Regions from separate parts of the Mus musculus genome. Here regions 1, 3 and 4 are each linked to region 2. A link is a contact called in public Hi-C and HiChIP or PLAC-seq data. All regions are on one chromosome and are shown on one strand. Each heading gives the region's core, a stretch centred on a gene start, on an enhancer-like site or on the middle of the called end of the contact. The rest is flanking DNA. Distances are from core to core; before and after follow the strand shown.

The links. Hi-C and Micro-C count contacts between places; a contact is called where the count stands out from the background. HiChIP or PLAC-seq counts read pairs in DNA pulled down with a chosen protein or histone mark.
Region 1: a Hi-C map of cortical neurons shows a contact between it and region 2, with 4 times the contacts expected there. The contact joins two enhancer-like sites. A contact is called at or near these places in 5 of 39 promoter capture datasets (the C10 cell line, frontonasal cranial neural crest, hippocampal neurons and 2 more), 25 of 484 Hi-C or Micro-C datasets (the AML12 cell line, the N1E-115 cell line, cerebellar granule neurons and 13 more) and 1 of 9 other capture datasets (embryonic stem cells).
Region 3: an H3K4me3 HiChIP or PLAC-seq map of embryonic forebrain shows a contact between it and region 2, with 10 times the contacts expected there. The contact joins two enhancer-like sites. A contact is called at or near these places in 5 of 39 promoter capture datasets (cranial neural crest, embryonic stem cells, frontonasal cranial neural crest and 2 more), 4 of 484 Hi-C or Micro-C datasets (adipose-derived mesenchymal stem cells, cerebellar granule neurons and cerebellum) and 4 of 115 datasets of contacts at active chromatin or transcription factors (astrocytes, embryonic forebrain, forebrain and 1 more).
Region 4: a contact with region 2 is called in a Hi-C map of cortical neurons, with 7 times the contacts expected there. The contact joins two enhancer-like sites. A contact is called at or near these places in 1 of 15 datasets of contacts at CTCF or cohesin (the NIH/3T3 cell line), 35 of 484 Hi-C or Micro-C datasets (the AtT-20 cell line, B cells, CD4 T cells and 22 more) and 3 of 115 datasets of contacts at active chromatin or transcription factors (astrocytes, embryonic basal ganglia and embryonic forebrain).

Annotation. Positions count from the first base shown.
Region 1 is chr7:78,596,427-78,599,269 of GRCm38.p6, forward strand. The region is part of intron 8 of E430016F16Rik (RIKEN cDNA E430016F16 gene); the gene reads right to left. Among named protein-coding and RNA genes, the nearest start is that of Ntrk3, 20 kb to the left of the region's middle. Within about 2 kb of position 1,460, at least 68 of the 459 cell types and tissues checked have an H3K27ac peak or open chromatin away from gene starts, as enhancers often do. A contact at or near this core is called in cerebral cortex, cortical neurons, forebrain and 3 more, where this site is marked.
Region 2 is chr7:76,392,198-76,395,059 of GRCm38.p6, forward strand. The region is part of intron 6 of Agbl1 (ATP/GTP binding protein-like 1); the gene reads left to right. Among named protein-coding and RNA genes, the nearest start is that of Gm30774, 25 kb to the left of the region's middle. Within about 2 kb of position 1,419, at least 108 of the 459 cell types and tissues checked have an H3K27ac peak or open chromatin away from gene starts, as enhancers often do. A contact at or near this core is called in the N1E-115 cell line, brain, cerebral cortex and 7 more, where this site is marked.
Region 3 is chr7:78,882,843-78,885,705 of GRCm38.p6, forward strand. No RefSeq gene overlaps it. Among named protein-coding and RNA genes, the nearest start is that of Mir7-2, 4.0 kb to the right of the region's middle. Within about 2 kb of position 1,494, at least 41 of the 459 cell types and tissues checked have an H3K27ac peak or open chromatin away from gene starts, as enhancers often do. A contact at or near this core is called in embryonic forebrain, forebrain and hippocampal neurons, where this site is marked.
Region 4 is chr7:78,764,698-78,767,713 of GRCm38.p6, forward strand. No RefSeq gene overlaps it. Among named protein-coding and RNA genes, the nearest start is that of Mrpl46, 17 kb to the right of the region's middle. Within about 2 kb of position 1,579, at least 31 of the 459 cell types and tissues checked have an H3K27ac peak or open chromatin away from gene starts, as enhancers often do. A contact at or near this core is called in the N1E-115 cell line, brain, cortical neurons and 1 more, where this site is marked.

The DNA.
Region 1 (2,843 bases), core at 210-2,709, 2.2 Mb after region 2:
AGTGGAGAGATGAGGATGCTGGAGGCTTATGTAGAATCTTACTAAAGAAGTACTCAAGGTCCCAGGAAGCAGTCACATGTCGCCACTACAGGCCAACAACTGAGACCACCCTCGCCACCCTCATTCTAGACCAGCTCCCAGCCCTGTACCCAGGTGCTTCTGGGAAGTTGCCTGCATTCCTCTGGTCTCAGAGAGCCCGGCCTTTGCCCAGAGATCACAGCTGGCGTCAGGCAATGCCTTTCTTGGTGCTTCTCTTGGTTCTGTCTGCTCCTAGTTGAAGATGCCAATGAAAACAGATTGGAAAGAGACCAAGAGAGGAGGAACGAGGCGGGAGGGGGGTGAGGGTTTCAACATGAGGTGATATTAAATTAATCTCCTGCCAGTTCTCCATATGTCAGACTAAACTTTGATTAAGCATCCTTCGGTTTTGAGTCACTGGCTAAGGAATGTCTACTCAGTGACAGTTTCCTGGGCACTAGCAGAAGCTGACAATCCTGCTGGTCCATACTCCTTTTCTTCCTCCAAAGGCATTCCAAAAGGTACCCATCTGGCCTGCTAACCCAGAAGGAGAAGGCAGTGCTTTTGATAAAAGTTTGGACATTGAGATCAAAACAGATCAGCTGCTGGCTTGGAACAAGTCACTTAGCTTTTCTGAGCCTTGGGCTCAGAAACCAGGGCTGATTTCACCTCCTAGGACCAGTGGAGAATATACGCTTATGTGACTTAGCACAGTACCTGGAAGATGAGCTCAATAAACAGTGGCTAGAAAACAAGAGAAGAGAACCTTAGCTGTGGCTCCTTGCTTGGAATTCTAAGGCAGGGCTCTGCAGCCTCCCTACCCCACCCCCCTCCTGCCAGCTCTCAGCCTCCTGTGGGCAAAGGAAGAAAGGCGGGGGTGGGGGCCTGTTCTCACCCTGGGAAGATTGCTCTAGGGGTGGGTGATGACTGTGTGCCTCACCCACCCACTGGGGAAGGCGCTCCAGCTAGTGAATGGAAAAAGCCAGCACCCCTCTTGACTGCATTCATTATTCAAAACTTCTCACAGCCTGATGCCTGCCCTGGAGGGTGTTAAGGACCAGCTAAGCACCAAGCAGTTTCCTCTGCCTGAGATGCAGGTAGCAGAGCCAGGGAGGTTGGGCCATGAGGAGAGACTGGGGCTTTCCAGAGGCCTGGGCCTGGATCAGTGCATCTCTGAGCTTTCACTCTGCCTATCTGTAACTCCCACCCAGGGCTCGGCTCCTTCCGCAGACCTCGCCCCTCTAGCTTATTCCCTCCCAGGTGTCTCAGTGGCCGGCGCTGCTTTGAAGCTAAGTTTAAGTCTACCACGACTGGCTTCAACATAAATATAAATACAAGCACCAGAGTACAAGCCGGGTTTCAAGAACTCAGTAGGTGCAGTGGCTGACAACTACCATATTGGACTGAGCATATGGAAAGTCTTTTGTCAGCAACAGCGCTGCTGCCCTGGGCCCCGCTGCAGAGAACTGACCACATCAAGGAGAGAGACATGAGGCGCAGAGGGGAGGGAGGGGCATATAAAAGCCCAAGAAGGCTTCAAAATTTGTAAGAACTTGAAAATGAATAAGGAGAAAGTTTTCGGTGCCACCACGCCCCCCACCCCAGGTTCCAGAAGACCCAGGGTGTTCTGTGAGAGAGCAAGTGATTGTCGCAGGTCCTCACTGATGGGAGTGCACAGAAAGGACCATAGAGCTCTCAGAAGTGGGTATTTTTGAAAGCCAGTCTGGGGGAGGCGTTGGAGTTGAAGCATAAGCTGGACTCCACAGTGAGGATGAGCACCGAACCGAACCCCCAGTGTTTTTTTTTCAAGGACCATGATTGCTCGCCCACGGGCACCCCCCTCCCCCCGCGCGCACACAGTATCTGTGTCACTCAGGATGTGGGAAAGTGGTTTGGCTTCGGCTGTGTGGGGTAGGGGCAGCTGGGAGGAGAGCAGCGTCTGCACCAGGGAAGGAGCCTGAATAATTTGATGGCTCCTCCGAGGAGAAGCATACATCAGAGTAGTGAACAGATGGCCCAGCAAAAGGGGTTAAGTAAAGAGATCGCTGTGAGAAGTCTTGTCACTCTCATCAGAGCAGAGATCCATGAGAAGCAGACTTTCAGTAAGTCCGAAATAGCAAATGCCACGCAGGAACGAGAGCCACCTTCCCTTTTCCCCAGCCCCCCCCAACCCCCCAACTGATGCACAGGCTCCCAGTCTTCTCTGGGACTGACAGACTTTCTGCAGCCTCTTTCCAGGGGAGGTTTGTGACTCTGCCTGCTGGATCAGGGAAACAGCAGTAATCCTGAACACAGAGGGGATGTCTGATGGGGTGCACTTACAGTCTACCCATGGACTCATGTTTCTGAGACCCAGGGACCCTCATCCATGTGCTCCAGTAGGTCTTAAACTCATGACTTTGCTCTTATCCTGCACTTCCTCCCATGTCCTGTCTTTAAGGGGACCTAACAGGCACCATTCCCTATGCCAGCCAGGTTGGGGTATGCAGCTACTTGACTAGATATGTGCAGAAGGCTACAATAAAACAAATGAAGGTCTGGAAACTTTGGTGCCGGCAGGCACGCATTCTTCCTCCTTTCCTCCTGTCTGTCTACAGTGGCTCTCTCTTATCCACCTTTCCTCTGCTTCTCCTTTTACATCCTTTCCTAGACTTCTTTGTGTTTCTTCGCAGGTCCCAGGATCCTCAGGACAACCAAGTCCGTTCCTAAGCTGTAGGTCCAAACTGCACTTCACAAGGCTACCCATTACTCACCTCTTGCTTCTTGGCTTCCAGCTCTAATGGAGACCAGTCCTTTCTCCCAGCTGCCCTTTTGGGCAGAGTCCT
Region 2 (2,862 bases), core at 169-2,668:
TTTCACTGATGAGTCAAACATCTCCTTCAAATAATATTGATTTTTTTTTTTTGTATTTGTCACACTGCTGCAGTTGGCTTCATTTGAAGGCAGCATGGCAAGCCACATCCATCACCATGCTGGTTTAAAATGACACGTATATCCATTTATTGAGTTCTTAGCATGTCAGACACTGTGTATGTTTAGCCCGAAAAGGATATTTCGCAATCCCCGTCTCAGTAAGTGGGGTAACTGAAGTCTGGAAGGCTTAAATAATTTATTCAGGCAGCAGGCTTTAGGGTTTACCTGACAGTCTCTTCCTCCCAGTGAGCTAAGCCCCATGCTTCACCAGGAAGAGATTAAAGAGGCTAGGTTTACTTAACCCAAAGAAGGAACAACGAAATGTTGAAAGGAAGCTAAGTAAATATTGCTTAAGTATCAGGAGAATTATCTTGGAAGACCATGTGTTACTTAAGTCAGAAACATCACACGGTCCACTCCACATAACGTTTGAATGGGCCCCGGTGAGAGATGCTAAAACACCAGCATGTGTGTGAGGAGCCTGTGTTTGCTGCTTCGAGGGTGAGCATCAGGCAAGGCTGATGAATGGGGGCATGAGATCCGGGAGCGAGGAGCAGGAACTGGAAGGATTACAGGCTCCTATTACGTCATGCCACATTCAATTTGGCATATTCCTCTTTACTTTCTTGGCTTCGAGTCCGGTCTTGCCTGCCAAATACTTACGTGCTTTGCATAAGTGCATAAGTGATTTTAAAAAGTTTAAGTTAAAAGGTTGCAACTGTGCCGGTTGTCTCCTTTGCCCTCCTCAGCCTGATGCTGCAAGGAAGTGTGGGCTGAGTTGCAGACAGTTGTTCCTGTAGTTCCTCTTCATGCCATGTGGTGGTGCTGTTCTTCTAGTTATCTCGACCATTGCTAGTCCAATATTTATTTTCGGTGAGTAATTTGTTTATCAGGAGGTTATTTTAATCTAATTTTGGCCATATTTGCTAGCGCACACTATCTGTGCTTCCCAGCGTTAGCAGCTTGCATGTCTTGAAGGAAATTATCTGAAGATGGTCTCAGAGGCATTTGCGCAGCCATTATTTAAGGGAGGTGGGAGGAGGCAGGGTGAGTGGAGCCTGGGGTTAGAACAGCGGATGGAATTTGTTGCCTTCCAAGTGGTGTTAGCATGACTGAGCAGGATTGACAGAGGGCGGGGACATCCCAGTAGCATTTTGCAAGCTGTCTCTGCTTGACAGCAGCAACGCTGGTTGTTAGGGTCGCTAGTCTCCCAGACCCTTGTGACAACTTGTAAAGGTCCTAAATTGGTTTGGGAGGACAAGAGTCTTCTAGTTCTGCACCCTCTGCAAGAGGCCCTTCTCCCAATCTGATGACATCTTTAATTAACTGCTACTGCAAGCTGCCTGTGAGCTGGGGAGTGGGGGAGGTTGGAAAGAGCGTGACTGTACCAGAGCAACCACCGCAGCATCCACAGCGTGACTATGGTGATGAATAGCGTGCTGGACACTTTGCTCACGTTACATTGAACTCTTTGTCCTCACTTACATAATAGTCATAGTACTATACCTGTCCTACATGCCAAGAAGAGGTAGTTAGCACAAAACAAAGACTTGCTGAAGTCCCACAAAAAGCACAAGGAAAGCTAAACTTTACCTCAGTTGTGACTGCTTCCAAAGCGTCAGATTTTCATATTTCTGGTAACCTTCAGCAGGAGTCAGGAACCCTGGACTGAGCCATAGATTGACTATGCGATCTTAAACATGGCCTTAGGTTGGCTTGCAGTAAGTGGAGGGTTGTAGGCGGGGCTTGATGCTTCTTTGCAACAGAATCTAACGTTTTCATCACCAAAGCCTAAGTGTGAATGACACATATTTGGTAGGCACAATGGGGCTCAGGTTGAGACCCCAGTTAAGAACAGCTCATTTTTTTCTTTTGCTTTCCAACTCTTGTTAGACACTGAGAAGTTTCCAGGGACGTTCCTGAGGGTCTGGAAGAAATCAGCCTTGGAAACTTCTGAATGAATATCATCGTGGGGTGTGTGGGAGCTTGACCTGTTGTTTGCGATTACAGCTTCAAGATGGAGTGACATGATGCTTTCTGTGGGAGGCTGGAAAAGTGTGTCACACTTCTCTAAGTAGTAAAATAATAATAATAATAAATGGTAATATAATAATAGTAATGATAGTCTAGTGATATTTGACCCAGAGAAAGCCAGAGTCTTGTATCCATCAAGACCCAGTCCAGTCATTTTGCAGTCTCTTAGAATTAATGGGCCTAATTAAGCAGTTGAATTGAACCTAAGTTGTTGAGGACAGTGGGGTTGTTATCCAGTGACAGGAAGGTAGGCTAGTGAACCCTTTCCTGTGATGGTCAAACTCTTCGGAGGTGACCATCCTGGGTCTGAACAGAGCTGTGAATGGCGCTGATAAGATGTTCCCGCTTGACACAAAACTTGGCTAAAACATTATTGTTGGCATGCCGCTGTTAAGTCGGGTCAGTTCTTATGCACAGGTAGCATACTATCTTTTACCACCTCTATCTCCAGGGCTTCCCCTCTATTCTAACATTTGCCTGCAAGTTTGGGTCAAAGTGTCCCTTCGAAAAGACTGTAAAAGTGTAAAAGTCTCCAAGTCATGATGAAGATGGTATACATGTGATATAATTGCATCAGTCATCATAAGGGCATGATATGGTGGATATCACTGTTTACATAGTGATCATAATGTCTGCTCTCATGGTACCCTGGGGTCAACTACAGAGACATAGTTATCGAGGCAGGCTGGTCTATACCCTCTAAAAATAATGAGCAACATGGAAGCTGGTGATGAGCCAGGAGCGGGAGCGGAGCAATGGATCTTAATA
Region 3 (2,863 bases), core at 244-2,743, 2.5 Mb after region 2:
TGCAGAGGCTTTCTTCCTCGGCTGCCTCAAGCCTCAGTGGGTAAAAATCTCATTTAGTGCCCCCATACCCCCGGATCCCTTCCCCCTTGTCAAGGGCTCCTCTTGGAAGGGCTGCCAACACCAAGTCTCAACTGGATTCAGGAGGTCAAGTCCCAGGATGCCCGGGAGGGAAGGGAAAGGATCTGCTCAGCCACAGGTGCGATGTCTCCCTTTCTCCAAACTGGGGGTGGGAGGGAGGGGGTGCGGGTGGTGGCGGTGGCTGGGAAAGCCGTTCTGGAGCTAGCGCTGGGCTCTCCTGCCAGCTGGAGTAAGAGGGTTGCATGTGAGCTAAGCCCCGCGCTGCCGCTGGGTCTCTGGTGCCTTTCGCCCAGACTCTAGGTGTAGCCGACCTGTTGCCTGCGGGAAAGCGTCCCACAAGATCTGAGAGCCAGGAGTCCGTGCTGAAGTCAGCCGCGATCTTACGGGCGAGCATCCCCAGAGTCCAGCGCCCACGGGAGGAAGACGTACACGGTGCCGGGAAAAGCAGCGGGTAACCATCCCAGGACAACCAACCCCTTTTCTTACCCTTTGTGTCATTAGTTGGTGGCCCAACGAACCCGGGGAAAGGGAGTGTGAGGGCTGGGGAAGTAGCTGATGAAAAGGCGCAAACAGGGCAGATAAATCCCAGTCTTGCATCTCCACTCACTGGGATCCTGAATGGAGCTCGGGATCCAGCAGTATTGGAGGTCCGTACAGCTTCAGCACCACTCATTAGGCACCTTCAGAAGCTGGACAGCACCGGGGCCGCAGAGTACCAGAGGTCGGTTCCTGGGCTCTTCCCAAGACGCCAGGCCCATGTCCACAATTCCAGACTCCATTCAACCGAGGCCAAGAGGTGCGATGCGGTTTGTAGAAGAATAACGGTGTGTGTGTGTGGGGGGGGGGGGGGGTCCGGGGAGGAGATCGGCTTTCTCGTTTCTCCAGGGCTTTGGGTGTCTAAGACATTCTATGTCACCTTCACTATCTAAACCAAAGGGGAATCGCCACATTTAGGTCTGCCTTCTCCCCAAACCTTACTCGGGGTAAACGAGGGAAAAAAACATGGAGTTGGAGAGAAAAGAAACCGAGGCTATGGTAGGAAGTAGTACATTGTGTCTGGGTGCCTCACCTCTGGGTGTAGATGAAGTCTGCCCCAAATGAGCATCCAGGTAGGCAGGCAGGTAGGTATGTGTGTGTGTGTATACATGTATGTGTGTGTGTGTATATATATGTGTATATATATATATATATATATATATATATATATACATACATATATAAATATAATATATTTATATAAATAATCAGAAAAAGCCCTAAAAGCCTTTGTAGAGGAGCACAGATAATTGTTTTGGCAAGGAGGAAAAAGTCGGGGGAGGGGGGAGCTGTCACAAAAGGACTAATGGAGGTGGGGGAGGAGGAAAGCAGAGCGGACAGGACGCCAGCTCTAGTGTGGTTACCTAGCAACCACCCGCAGCCCCTGCTTCCTGTTGCCTTGGTAACAGTGAATGGAGGGGCTTTGGCTCCTGTTTATCTGTGAGTACCTTGATTCTCTAAATTAAATATCTACTGGTAGCCCCTGCCTCAGTCCTGGCTGCGTGGGAGTCCCTGCCATTCTCATGAAATACTCGAGGGCACCCTAGAAGGTGATTTTTTCCCCCTAAGTCAAGGAAATAAGACCCCCGAAATCCTCCCCAACCATACCCCAGCCCACTTCAGAGATGTAATCATAAGCTGCCCAGCCATTTTCTTGGGACTTGCGATTTGAGGTCCTTTTATTTATCCCTTTATATGAGGAGGTGATCTCCTCTTCCCTACCCCCACCCCCCCCACACACACACGCCCCAATTACCCTACAGCACAGCAGCACTGGATTCTCCAGACGTTTATCTAGTCTTCCTCCTCTGCATTGGCTTCCTTATAAAACCAGCACTCGGAGGGTCAGTCCTCTGGCCTTTCCCCTTCCCCCGGACTGACAAGCGCTGACTGCTTCCTACACCAGCCTCACTTGTCTGTATTCATCCGTAACACACGGGTGGGAAATCATGGTCCCTACACATTTTCCAAGGTGACTGTAGCCTTCTCTTGGGTGGGGTGGGAGAGGGAAAAGCCCAGGAAGTTAGCAGAGCGACCTGTTTTATACATTCATCATCTAGAATAGCTCTCACTAAGAGCCAAGAATCTGCTACCTCTGCACATCTGACACCTGACGACACAGACAGGGGAAACCTCCTGTTTCAGGCAGTAACTACGAGGATGCCTTACACCAACAAATCATGTTTCCTTCAGCCTTTCTCTTTACATAATACAATTATATATAATATATTATATGTGTATATATAATACTCACTGCCCCAAAAGCCTGTTTAGATATATCAATATAGGCATTTATATCAAGATACCTTGCCTTACATGTTACTATAGAAACTTCATTTACACCAAACCAGGTAGCTGGTCTGCTTTTTGAGTTTTCTACTCAGAGAACGGCTCTCCTTTACTTTACTAATTCTCTGGGCCAGCTATCACTGATCACTGATCAGTAATGCCCCATGGCAACAATAGTAATTTTTAAAAATAATTATTTCTTTTTTTGCTCATTTCTTTATGGACAAAGGGTTTAATTTCCTTTCAAGAAGATAACTGAGACCTTATTGGCTAGGAAAGAAAAGCCAGTCTCTCATTGGTTGGTATGTGTCACTTCATCAACCAATAAGAGGATGCCATTTATCCTTTCCTGACTAGCTGAGAGAGCAGAGTACCCAGAATGATTGAATCTGCCTTAGTTTTTATCCAGGAGCACAGGGCGGTTTCTGAGTTCTGGGTCCCAGGATGAGGGTTTTGCTTT
Region 4 (3,016 bases), core at 329-2,828, 2.4 Mb after region 2:
TTAATTTAAATAAACACACTCATTCCACGTAACAACCACAGAAGGTAAGGATGACTTGCTAAGGGTCATACGGTGACAGTGAATTCGTACTAGGTGGGCTAGAGCCAAAATCCATGTGCTTTGCCCCTGTACATCACCCTGTTCCGCTTCCTCCCCTTTAGACAGCTTCAGGAGATTGCACTCTGCCACAAGTGCATAATTCAAAGTCCTGGCTGCAGAGAACCTGCATCCCCTGGTTTGGAGGCAGAGAAGGGCTGGGATTCCATTGCTCGGGATTCTTTAGAAAGATGGAAGATGCAAGCATCTCATCTGGAGAAAAATTCCCCTCCCAGCACTCCAACCCTAGAAATGTGCCTAATGATGCTTTCTAAACTGCAAAGTCGGGTTTTCATTACAAACACAGGTTGACGGCCCATATGCAGCATTATTGGTAATGAATGGTTTTCCACATCTCTGCCCTGCTATAGCTGCCCTGCCCACCTCTCTGATACTGAAGGCACAAACTGTACTGGCCCTTCCAAGACCCTTGGAAAATGCTGCCCTGGCCTGAGGAATAAGGAACATGGCCATCCCTGTCCCCAGCCCTGTGTGGGGACCTGGGGGGAGGGGCGCTTCTGGGAGGTCCTGGCTAAGTGGCATCAAGGACCAGATGGCTGAGGAGATTACTACGATTTCGTTTCCATATAATCCATAAACTTGGATGAGTTAATGTTTCTTCAAATGCATTATCTTGTAATCCCAGGGAAAGCTGTGCAGAGCCAAGAGCCTGGTTCTCTGGCCTCTACATGCCTGGCATGCTGGGTAATCCCTGCTTTGCCCAACAGGTCTTAACAAAGGCCAAGGAGCTTGGCCAGCAGGGGAGGAGATGCTGGCGGCAGGGCAAGGCTGGCACCTAGGAGGCTGGCATTTGAGGGCAATTGGGCAGGCCCGTAGGCTCCCAAACAATGCTGGGAATCCCACACTACAACCAAGCAGAGCCCACAGGACATCTGAGCAAAAGCCCAGGTGGGGATGAAGATTTCCTACTCTCTTGCTTTTGGCTCCATCCTTGGCAAAATGACTAACTCTGGGCCTTATTGTCTCAAAATATAACAAGGGATAGAAGCAGGTGACTCAAAGAGTCCACTTCGATTCACTCTCTGCTACATGTGAAGCCAAGGTCAGCACTGTTTCCCTGTCATATGCCAGGAGCTGTGACGAATAGATTCCACCGAACCCACTCCATGCTCGGGTAAAAACTAGCTGCTTCCAGGATCCTGGGTGTGCTGCTTGAACCTGGCATCATGGCACATGAGGACTGGTCTTAAGATGGAGCTCTGCCACTGACTAGCTAGCAAGCCACCTCCCTCCAGCTCTTCCCTCATCTGTCAGCTAGAGTTGCTTCTTCAACTGGTATCTCACGAGTGTCAGAGAAACTCAGAACACAGGGTGAACCTACCAACCTGTGAATATGTAACATCGAGTCCAGTACGCGGCCGGCAACCTGCCTGCAAGCTGGTGTCCTTGCCCTTTCCCCCAGTTCTTTCTACCTCTCCTGAGCTGCCTCACCCTTTTAGTGATCTCAGCTTAATCCTGTCAGCTCCTTCTGATGCATTAAGCTAATGCATTAACGATTTGGTTGGTGACTTCTTCCTTGCAATACAGTTGCGTGTTTGCAGTGGCCATCGTGCCTTGACTCGTTGTTGTGGACAGATGGCCACCTGGCGGTAATAACACGCTAGAAAGCCTAAGAGCCAGTGGGGCTTTCTGACCCACAGCCCAGCTTTTGGCCAAGCGTACCTAGGAGGGATATACGTTTGTGTGTGGCGCCTCCCTGTGGATACGATGTGTACTGCACAGACTCACCCAATCCCTGACGCACATGAACCAGCAGCTGCCCCAACCAGGACGTGAATCCAACATTCTTACACTGCCAATGCAGAAAACGAGGCCCACATGCTGGCATAGAACTTGTTCAAGATTATACAGTTCCCTTGGCATTTTGAAAACAGTAATAAATGACTGGCAACAATCTCTCATAATTTTGAGAACAAGAAAGCCAGAATCAAAGTGTGGTTTGCCCAAGGGTGTGTCCATGAAATGTGAATTTAGTTTCGGTGGTCAGTTCTCACACCATAAATCTTTAGGGAGATAGAGATGGCTCCCATTCTTTCCTGAGGAGCCAGGTAGTGATGACCCACGTGGCTTCTGAAATCATATCTAGCTAAATGATGCAAAAATCTGGTCCTATAAAATGCCCCTTTAAGTTTCTGCAAGGACACTGTCCATCAAATGGACTCTATCCAAGAAGATGGAGTCTGTCGTGAGGCTGGGCACTGTTCTCTGTATCCACCTAGAGAAGGCAGAGATGCTTCCTGAAGCTTTAGCTCAGTAAAGCCCTGGAGAAGCAGAGGAGAAGGTGCCACTGAACTCAGCAAAATACTGAATGGTATGAACTAGGATTTAGTTCAACAGAGATTCAACCACACCTAGAGAGCTACGGGCAAGGGATGAGACTGCTCTCCTGTGAGTGTTGCTCCTGAGGATTATCTGAAAAGGAATCAAAACTGACACATGTCAGAGACTTCTGCGTGCTGGTGTTGATCACCAACGATTCACAAAAGCCAAAATGGTTCACCCACAGATGAACACAGAGAGTGTAGTATGTATACACAATGGAGTGCTACCTAGCCACAAAGAACAAACTCATGTCATTTATGGGAAAATGGACATTAAGTAAAATAAGCTGGATTCAAAAAATACTATCACAGGTGCTCTCTCATATGTATACTGTAGAGAAAAAAAATAATTGAAGATGCCCCCAAAATTGAAGAGATGACTATGGAAGAAGAAGATGAGGAGGTGGTTACTCCCAAATACATTACATGCGTGTTTAAGTGACACCGTGAAATCCATTATCGTCGTGGCGTTGGCTCAACATCAGTCAGGATGCAGTTAGGAAAATGTAGCCCACGCCATGTCGTTCAAAAGAGACTTTTCAACATGGAGAATGAGTTCCCATGGTGTTGAGAGAGCT